3 separate regions of the Mus musculus genome follow, and all the other regions are linked to region 3. Evidence: chromatin contacts called from public HiChIP or PLAC-seq and promoter capture Hi-C data. All regions are on one chromosome and are shown on one strand. Each heading gives the region's core, a stretch centred on a gene start, on an enhancer-like site or on the middle of the called end of the contact. The rest is flanking DNA. Distances are from core to core; before and after follow the strand shown.

Region 1 (2,979 bases), core at 45-2,544, 460 kb after region 3:
GGGCAAGAACATTTGCAGACAATTGTTTTTAAGCTTCCATTAAATAAAAAAAATGTGGACTTAAGGAAATCTATTAATTTAAATAGAACTGCAGCTAGTTTAGAGAGTATTTTTTTCTTAAAGCTTTGGTGTAATTAGGGAAGATTTTAAAAAATGCATAGTGTTTATTTGTATGTGTGCTCTTTTTTTAAGTCAATTTTTGGGGGGTTGGTCTGTTAACTGAGTCTAGGATTTAAAGGTAAGATGTTCCTAGAAATCTTGTCATCCCAAAGGGGCGGGCGCTAAGGTGAAACTTCAGGGTTCAGTCAGGGTCACTGCTTTATGTGTGAAATCACTCAAATTGGTAAGTCTCTTATGTTAGCATTCAGGACATTGATTTCAACTTGGATGGACAATTTATAGTTACTACTGAATTGTGTGTTAATGTGTTCAGTCCTGGTAAGTTTTCAGTTTGATCAGTTAGTTGGAAGCAGACTTGAAGAGCTGTTAGTCACGTGAGCCATGGGTGCAGTCGATCTGTGGTCAGATGCCTGAGTCTGTGATAGTGAATTGTGTCTAAAGACATTTTAATGATAAAAGTCAGTGCTGTAAAGTTGAAAGTTCATGAGAGACATACAATGAGGGCTGCAGCCCATTTTTAAAAACATTATAATACAAAAGTATGCACATTTGTTTACATATCCCTGCCTTTGTATTACAGTGGCAGGTTTGTGTACTTAAACTGGGAAAGCCTCAGATCTATGATTACCTGGCCTATCATAGAAAGTGTCTAAATAAATCACTCTGTCAATTGAATACATTAGTATTAGCTAGCATACTTCATTATGCCTGTTTTCCATAAATACCACACCAAAAACTTGCTTGGGGCAGTTTGAGCCTAGTTCATGAGCTGCTATCAGATTGGTCTTGATCCTATATAATAGGCCAAATGTCTGTAAACAGCTGTGCTGGTGGAATGTAGAAAGTCACTGCACTCAGATTCAACTTCCTGATTGGAAGTCATCACAGTGTGATTAAACATTTTCACAAAGAATAGTAGATAAATAACTTGGTTTTTAATGTTAACTTTGTTTCCATTAAGTCACATTTAAAAACTTATCCTCACGCCTACCTGAGTTAATTATCTGTTGACCTAGATATCTTTCTGGCCACTCACTGACTTATTTCTTGAACTTTTGCCATTTGCATAAATCTTGTCAGCTTTGTTCTTGATTATGCATTGTCCAGGCTGAGCTAGTTGTCTTTCCAGGAATCCCTTTGTCTCTGAATTAGGTCCTTTGTTTCCTAAATCATCCTGCTTGTTTGGCACAAGTCTTCCCAGGCCAGTGAGACCTCCGTGTCCTCTCAGCACCATAGGGGTAGGTAACCCTGGTTAGGCTGGACAGGGGTTTGCTGAGGGAGTTTGTTCATTTGAATCTAGGTCTTACATGACGTCTTTCAAATAGGGTTTTTACCTTGACACTAAACTGTCCAGTCTAAGCAGTTCTGCAAAATGTGAGGGAATTATGAACTTCTTCCTGCAGTGGGTTTTTATGGTTTTGGTTTGTTTTTTGTTGTTTTGGTTCTTTGTTGAGCCCTGGACAAAAACTTCCCTAGTTCTGGTTTCTACAATTTAAATTAAAAACAGAATTCATCTTAGAATTTTTCACCCTCTTCCCCAACTATTCTAATCAATCTTAAGTATGCCCTTCATCTTTTTTCCTTCCTAAGGCTTTTACTGATAGTGTAATTCCGTACTCTTCAACCCTGGGAAGGCTGAAGTGGATTCTTGAGCTCATTTCAAGGCTGACCTGGGTGTTGGCAAGAACCCAGCTTAGAACAAACACATGCAAGGCCATCTTACCTTACATCCTGTTGCTTGGACTTCTTCCTGCTCAAAGTTTTTAGTGGATGCTAAGTGATCTTTGCTTCCACTGAGGAGTGGAACACTTTAGAATGAACCTCTAGATAGATATTTTTATTGTCTGGTGAGGGTTACTGGAGTTTCCCACCCTGCCTGAAGGGTGAATCTGGCTTACAGTGTTCTCATCTCAAAGGGAAGAAGGCAGATGGCTGTGTCCAGAGAGAGCCATCACAGTTTGCTTCAGAGACACTAGAATGGGCTGGAAGATCTAGTGGTCTTAATCAGACTTGAAACCTGGCCTTTCTTCATTACCCATATGTCTACCAGTACTTGGGCTAACACTTAAGCCATTAGGGCCTTTGTAGGGGTGTTTTGAGACCCCCTCCATGCTAACAAATATACAGGTTTCTTAACATTTGCTCATAAACTTGTAAAGCTTACTTTCTCTTAATCCACCCCACATTTAACAAGCCCTGGTACTTAGAATTTCAGAAGAGTAATGGCAGGTAGGTGTGTGTGTGTGTGTGTGTGTGTGTGTGTGTGTGTGTGTGTGAGAGAGAGAGAGAGAGAGAGAGAGAGAGAGAGAGAGAGAGAGAGAGAGAGAGAGAAGTTTGTGGAAAATCAGGTAATGACAGCTCATCCTTTTAGAATTGTACTTCAGAATAGAAACATTTGGTGGGCTGTTAGGTAGCTTTGATTACTTGTGGGTAGACCTGCTAGTATTGCCAGTCCTCAAGCAATGAGCTTTCTGTATCTTGTTTACTAGATATATACTACCAGGTGAGTCATTTCCTGGGGTTCTGTTTTCTTTTAAAATCTTTCCCTAAACTTAATATGTATTAAAAAGTCTGGCTTTTCAGTCCATTCTTTGTGCACTGGGATGGCAATTGCTTCATTATATGACAATTGCTGTTCCCAAGTCAGAATTCAGTGTGCTGATTTGACATCAGTTCGTCCCGAATAAGTTCCTGTTACCAGGATTTACATTCAGCACATTAGAAACTTGTTGGTGTGCTTTTATTCTTGGAGCATTTTCCTTAGACTACCTTCCACTTTGAGTGCTCTGTTTAGGATGTTGAGGTGTTAGGATTCTTGACAGCCAGAAAGACTGAACCCACTATCTGGGCACAGTGTTC
Region 2 (3,169 bases), core at 10-2,509, 340 kb after region 3:
ACTCTGCCTGAGGAAGATCTCCAAACGTGAATGCTACCGGGGACAGTCAGCCGCGAATGGCACGAGGTACGGCTGAGAGGGCGTGGCTTGGTTTTTCCTTCCACAGTGCATCACCCACAGTTCCAGTTTGCATTTTCTTTTTGAAGTGCCACTCTCACGGGTCTATGTAGGCCTCGTGGGCAAAGGTGTGGACCAAAGGCAAGAACCTTGTTTTGGCTTCAAGTATGAAAGGGGTATACGTGCAAGCTTAATTTATATCTGAAGAAATAATAAGAAAAAAAGATTCTCGAAGAATCGCAAAAGAAATCTACATGGAGGTGAAAGGTATGAGGGCTCTGAGGAAAGACAGGAGGTTAGCCCTCTTGCTGCTAGTCCAACCCAGGGGAGATTTTAACATCCGTGTGTTGCTCAAATTTTATAGTTTGAGGACTGGGGACTTTAAATTAAATTTGGAAGTTATAGAAGCAAATTAAAAACATCGCCCTCCCGCAAATCACATTGGCACAAATGGAGCTGCAATACTGCTAAGCTGTTCGGAGATGAGCCCAGAGGTGCAGGAGTTCAAGGCCATCCTAGATCCCTGTGCCAACAACAGAGTGCCAAGTGCACAAGCACCCCCTCCCCCAACCAAGTGCACAAGCACCCCCTCCCCAACCAAGTCACAAGCACCCCCTCCCCAACCAAGTCACAAGCACCCCCTCCCACATTGTTTCAAAAAACTCTCCAAACTCCTAGGGGGCTCAGACAGCCCGGAATGTAATGTGGAAAACGTTGTTTTGTAAATTCACCCTGAAGTATAGCTTCCCAAGGAAGGGTTCAAATGCTAAATCTCCGCCCCCCAGCATAGCGCCGAGCACGAGCACACAGTAAATGTCCAAATGAACAGATTTGCTGCTCGTTTCTGAGTGGAGGTGAGGAGCATCAAAGAGATTCAGAGACAAACGACAGAGTGGAAGACAGAGTGAAGAAGGAGGGGGAGGACTCATCACTACAGGGCAGGGCAGGGCAGGGAGTGAAAAGCCCCCAGTGGTGTGAGAAAGCCTCGAGTAGAGTATTCTCTTATTAAAAAAGGCGTCTTACCGTAAATACTCCAGGGGGATGTCTGTTAGTTTTGAAACTGCTATGAGGTTTCTCTTCTTTCCTCCTTTTCACTTTTCTATTTTAAAGATTTTTATCAAAGAACAAACGGTTTTATTTTACTCTCCACACTCCAAGTAAAGAGCTTTCGGTGACACACTTCTCTGCGTTCTTAAGAGTGTGCAGCAGCAGCAGCGGCAGCAGCAGCATCCAGCCAATACTGACATTACTCACTGGGACCTGGCCACTGAATAAAGGGGTTTTATGCTAAATCCTGACTTCCTTGTTTCTTACACTAACAGTTCTTCGTGGGTGTGCACGTACACGTCCGTGCTTGCTGTGGATAGCTTGCAGAACACGTTCTTTAATGCTCATTCTATTGTGACGGATACAGTTCAGGATCAGTCAAATGGAAGAGGTGCATGGGTGAAGAAGGCAGGCCTGGGGCTGGCTCCCTTGCCCTCAGTGCACCCCAGGCTCTCCATCCCAGCTGCCCCCCAACCTCCCGGAAGTAGGTAGGCTGGAGGTCTAAGCACCTGGTGAGCAGCCTCATCCTAAAGTTACCTCAGTAGCATGAAGTCTGGTACAAACAGAAGATGTTCATTATGAATAAAACACTGCTGTTCTGTCCTATGGGTGTTAGGAATTCCATGGCAGGAATGGAATCGAAAGCCAAACATCTTGTCTGAGAAAATATTTTTTGTACAATAAAGTTTTAGCATATTCTTTCTCTCCTCCCTGATCTTCCCCACCCCCACGTCCAATTTCTCTCTTCATAAGAAGCTAAAATCAAAGCAAACTAAAAAGAAAACCAGTAAGGCAAAACGCAGTGTCTTAGTCAGGGTTTCTTTTTTTTTTTTTTTTTTTAAAGATTTATTTATTATATGTAAGTACACTGTAGCTGTCTTCAGACACTCCAGAAGAGGGCGTCAGATCTTGTTACAGATGGCTGTGAGCCACCATGTGGTTGCTGGGATTTGAACTCTGGACCTTCGGAAGAACAGTCGGGTGCTCTTACCCACTGAGCCATCTTACCAGCCCCTTAGTCAGGGTTTCTATTCCTGCACAAACATCATGACCGAGAAGCAAGTTGGGGAGGAAAGGGTTTATTCAGCTTACACTTCCATGCTGCTGTTCATCATCAAAGGAAGTCAGGACTGGAACTCAAGCAGGTCAGGAAGCAGGAGCTGATGCAGAGGCCATGGAGGGATGTTACTTACTGGCTTGCTTCTTCTGGCTTGCTCGGCTTGCTTTCTTATAGAACCCAAGACTACCAGCCCAGGGATGGCACCACCCACAAGGGACCCTCCCACCTTGATCACTAATTGAGAAAATGCTTTACAGCTGGATCTCATGGAGGCATTTCCCCACCTGAAGTTCCTTTCTCTGTGATAACTCCAGCCTGTGTCAAGTTGACACAAAACCAGCCAGTATGCAGAGATCTCACAAAAGGACGTGGGGTGTTTGTGTGTACGTGTGTTAGCACATGGAATCTGCCCAGTTGTGTTGTTGACATACCCAATGACACTCCATTTGAGGAAGCTGTGTGTCCCAGAAAATACCAGTTATGGGTATCTTCCTGGTTAGGAGTAGGAAGGACTTTTTGTCTGCTCTCCTTCCTCAGGGCTGGGATGTTGTCTGGTTTGAACCTACACAGGCCTTGTGTCACTGTCACCGGCTCTGAGTTCACATGTGTGTTCTAGACATCAGTTCTATGGTGTCTAGAAACAGTTTCTTTGGGATCATCACCTCTGGCTCTGACTCTCTGCCTCCTCTTCTGCATAGAGGGGTCTTGAGAGAAGGGGTCTTCTTTCTTTCTTTCTTTCTTCCTTTTTAAGATTTATTTATGTCACTGTCTATGTCTTGAGACACACCAGAAGAGGGCATCAGATCCCCAAATGGTTGTGAGCTACCATGTGGTTGAGTCACCATGTGGTTGCTGGGAATTTAACTCAGGACCTCTAGAAGAGCAGTCAGTGGTCTTAACCGCTGAGCCATCTCTCCAGCCCGAGGGAAGGGGTCTCGATAAAGGCCTCCCAGTTAGCGCTAAGTGCTCCAAACTCACTCTCTGCACACTGTCCAGTTGTGGGTC
Region 3 (3,068 bases), core at 11-2,510:
GGACCAAAGGGTCCCAAACCAACCCCATCTTGTTAAAATGTACAGAAATGTACTAGACCTAGCTTAAGTTGGGATAGAGAATTTCAGCACCTAATTTCTTTTGTTGTTTATGGTTTATTCACTTTTTATGTGTTGAGTGCCTGTATTTATGTATGTGCTTTATTGCATGCAGATATTGCTGGAGGTCAGAAGATGGTGTAGGGTCCTTTAAAACTGGAGTCACAAATACTTGTGCACTGCCGTATGGGTTCTGTGAAATAAACCCAAGCCCTCTGTAAGAGCAGCAAGTGCTCTCAACTGTTAAGCCGTCTCTCCAGCCTTTGGTGGTGGTGTATTTTCTTTTGCTTTTCAAGAAAGGCTCTCTTGCAGCCTAAGGTGACCTGGATTTAGACTAGCCTCGAACTCCTGATCTTTCTGCCTCTACTTCTTGAGTGTGGTGGCATCATATGCATGGGCCCAATTCAGCACCCATTTCATTCTTTTGCTCTACAGACCAGCTTCTACATTTCCAGTTACTGGTTTATATCTTTATCTCTATCTATCTATCTATCTATCTATCTATCTATCTATCTACCTACCTACCTACCTACCTACCTACCTACCTACCTACCTACCTATCTATCTATCTATATCCCTAAACGAAAATCTCAATGCTCCAATCTGAGAGCAACACACACACACACGCTTATTTTGTTCCGGTAGCCCAGGGCGAGTGCTAATAGGTTTGAATACCATGGATAGCTACTGAAATATTAAGAATATGAACTTAATTCGATATACCTCACTCACGCAGCTAAGCCTCTATAGAGTATAAGCCTTTGGGTGTGTGCGACAAAATCACGTAAGTTCTCAAAGGGAAGACGCAAAACCAATAATTAACTTAGCCGAGTCACAAACTGAACCGGTCCTTGCAGCCAGTTTTCGCCCGCCTTGTCTAGTGTGGGTATTGTCGCCAGCAGCTGCTGACGCCTCACAGGAGTGCTACGTGGCGTCCTCGCGGTCACCGCTCTCCTTCCCCGACGGAGACGCCCAGCTCGACTTCCCCTTGATCTACCGCCAAGCGGATGCATCCTGAAGTTTAGGCGCCTCCTCACGCCGCGCGGCTGAATCCTTACCTCCGGCCAGACTAGCCTACCGGAGTGGCTGCTCCCGGAAGTGCTGTCCCGCGGGGTGGGAGGAGCGAGCCGCTGCTCCCGGAAGTGCCGGCTGGCCGGGTGGGCGTGGCGAGTTGCCGCACCCGGAAGTGCCGGCCCGCAGGCGGGGCTGCGGCTGCCACGTTGGAGCGGAGCGTGGAGGTGGCCCTGGGCCGCGGAGGAGGGGCGGCGGCGGCGGATCCGGGGAGAGGCCGACGCTCGCCGGCTAACGCAGGACAGGTCGCTGAGGTCCGCCAGGTGTGTCCGCCGTTTGTTTCCTGCCCCTCGCCAGGTTCGGTGTCCGCTGCCGAGGCCCGAGGCCCGTTCTCCGCTGACGGCGCGCCCCCGTCTCGTTTCGGCCCCGCCGGGACAACGCCTGGAGTCGCAGCAGGCGGGTGATCGTGCCGGTCATCCTCTGCCGACGTTTCCAGGCTGCCCTGCTCGGGAGTGAGTTTGAGGTTAACCTTTCAGTCCCTGTGCACAAAGTGGTGCGATCCCCAAGGGCATGGAAGGGAAACAGACCTCGGGATGATTTCTTTGACTTCACCTAGGTTGAGATTTTTGTGTTAAGTTGTGTTTGAACTGTTGCCAGATTTAAAGGACCATAGATTTGAAAGGAAGGCTACTGTCGTTTAACTAGGACTGTATTATTTAGCGACAGCAGTCGCTAATCACAGCCGGTGCTTCAAAAGCATATGATTTTGCTGCTGTTGTATTAAATTACATTGTGAGGCAGTTGTAAAATAACTGCCTGGACTTGTGGGCATGTAAACTTTTTCTGTGAGCTCGTAGAACTAATTCTGCAGGTCTTCCTGGAAGTTGCAAGAGTTTTTTTGATAGTTCCTCCAAATTGTTAAACTATACAAAGTTGAAACTTGGCTCTTTGTCTACAATTGTAACTCTTATATATATATATATATTTATATGTATAAATAAAATTAGAAGCTCGCTCATGTGACCGTATCCTCTATATCCTGATTATTCAGGAGTTGGATAAAATGTACTGCCCTTTTAAGTAATTCTGTCCTTGTTTCTCTTCGTTACAGCAAACCAAGAAAGGTTTGCAGGGAATAAGAACTTTTGGATAATTTCTATCTTAATTGTGAATGTTACACATTGTGGAGTCTGGAAATGTGAGATTTGCGATGAGATTTGGATTTCACTGGTAAATTTTGTAAACAGGTTTTTTTCCCCCCCTGAAACATGTAAGAGTAGAAAGATATTTGTGAACTGTTAAAGGCAATGGCTATCAGTCTTTTGGCATTTTCATCCCCCTTTGGAAGCATCGGGCTTTTCCTAGAAAAGCATGCGCACACTGTATGCACATACCTGGGTAGGATTTTCTGTGTAATTTCATGAGGTTCAAAAATCCCGCATTAAAGACTTGTCAAGTGATACAGCAAAATTAATTTCTTTTTGTTTCTCCCTCTCTTCTTCCCCGTTTCCTTCATTCTTTGAGATAGGGTCTCTTGTGGCCCGGAGTAGTCTCAGACTTATTGATTAGCTAAGGATGACCTTGAATTCTGACCCTCCTTCTCTAACCTCCGGAGCTGTGGGATTTCAGGCATCTACCATCACACTGGAAGTATTTTCTTTTATTGTAGATTAACTTCTTCTCCTAACATTTTATCTTGTAGATTTATAAGATAACATGCAGTTCTGCAACCGCGGTTGATTTTTTTTTTTTTTTTTTTTTTTTTAAGTTTGGTTGAGTGAAGTGAGCCTGGAACAGCTGATAGTGCTAAGGAGCTTTTGGAGAACAAATATTCCTGTCCTTTGTGAGTTATTCTGCCCACGTGGACCTTTACTAAAAATGGTCCCAGGCTCGGGTTTGCACTCTCCGTATAAGAATCAAAGGTGCTGAGTCTGTCACCTCTGAGGTGTGGGGCAGCTGTTTGCAAGGTTGCTGTTTTTGACAGAATAGTACTGTTGGCT

Evidence for each region. Promoter capture Hi-C pulls out the DNA fragments that hold promoters and counts their contacts. HiChIP or PLAC-seq counts read pairs in DNA pulled down with a chosen protein or histone mark.
Region 1: a contact with region 3 is called in a promoter capture Hi-C map of embryonic stem cells. The contact joins the enhancer-like site here to the promoter of Sec31a in region 3. A contact is called at or near these places in 5 of 39 promoter capture datasets (the C10 cell line, the HPC-7 cell line, cranial neural crest and 1 more), 2 of 484 Hi-C or Micro-C datasets (CD4 T cells and cortical neurons), 4 of 115 datasets of contacts at active chromatin or transcription factors (embryonic stem cells, epiblast stem cells, fetal liver and 1 more) and 3 of 9 other capture datasets (adipose tissue, embryonic stem cells and liver).
Region 2: a contact with region 3 is called in an H3K4me3 HiChIP or PLAC-seq map of embryonic stem cells, with 2.6 times the contacts expected there. The contact joins the promoter of Tmem150cos here to the promoter of Sec31a in region 3. A contact is called at or near these places in 5 of 39 promoter capture datasets (the HPC-7 cell line, HPC-7-derived erythroid cells, cranial neural crest and 3 more), 2 of 484 Hi-C or Micro-C datasets (cortical neurons and epiblasts), 8 of 115 datasets of contacts at active chromatin or transcription factors (bone marrow-derived macrophages, embryonic forebrain, embryonic stem cells and 4 more) and 3 of 9 other capture datasets (embryonic stem cells, macrophages and pancreatic islet).

What each region holds. Positions count from the first base shown.
Region 1 is chr5:99,957,681-99,960,659 of GRCm38.p6, reverse strand. It overlaps Hnrnpd (heterogeneous nuclear ribonucleoprotein D), which reads left to right. Exons shown (of 9, transcript NM_001077265.2): 9 at 1-2,979. Among named protein-coding and RNA genes, the nearest start is that of Gm42127, 17 kb to the left of the region's middle. Within about 2 kb of position 1,294, at least 12 of the 459 cell types and tissues checked have an H3K27ac peak or open chromatin away from gene starts, as enhancers often do. A contact at or near this core is called in embryonic stem cells, where this site is marked.
Region 2 is chr5:100,076,052-100,079,220 of GRCm38.p6, reverse strand. It overlaps Tmem150cos (transmembrane protein 150C, opposite strand), which reads right to left and starts at 1,259. Exons shown (of 5, transcript NR_045993.1): 1 at 1,081-1,259. It overlaps Tmem150c (transmembrane protein 150C), which reads left to right. Exons shown (of 8, transcript NM_001382851.1): 8 at 1-1,349.
Region 3 is chr5:100,414,426-100,417,493 of GRCm38.p6, reverse strand. It overlaps Sec31a (Sec31 homolog A (S. cerevisiae)), which reads left to right and starts at 1,260. Exons shown (of 28, transcript NM_026969.1): 1 at 1,260-1,391.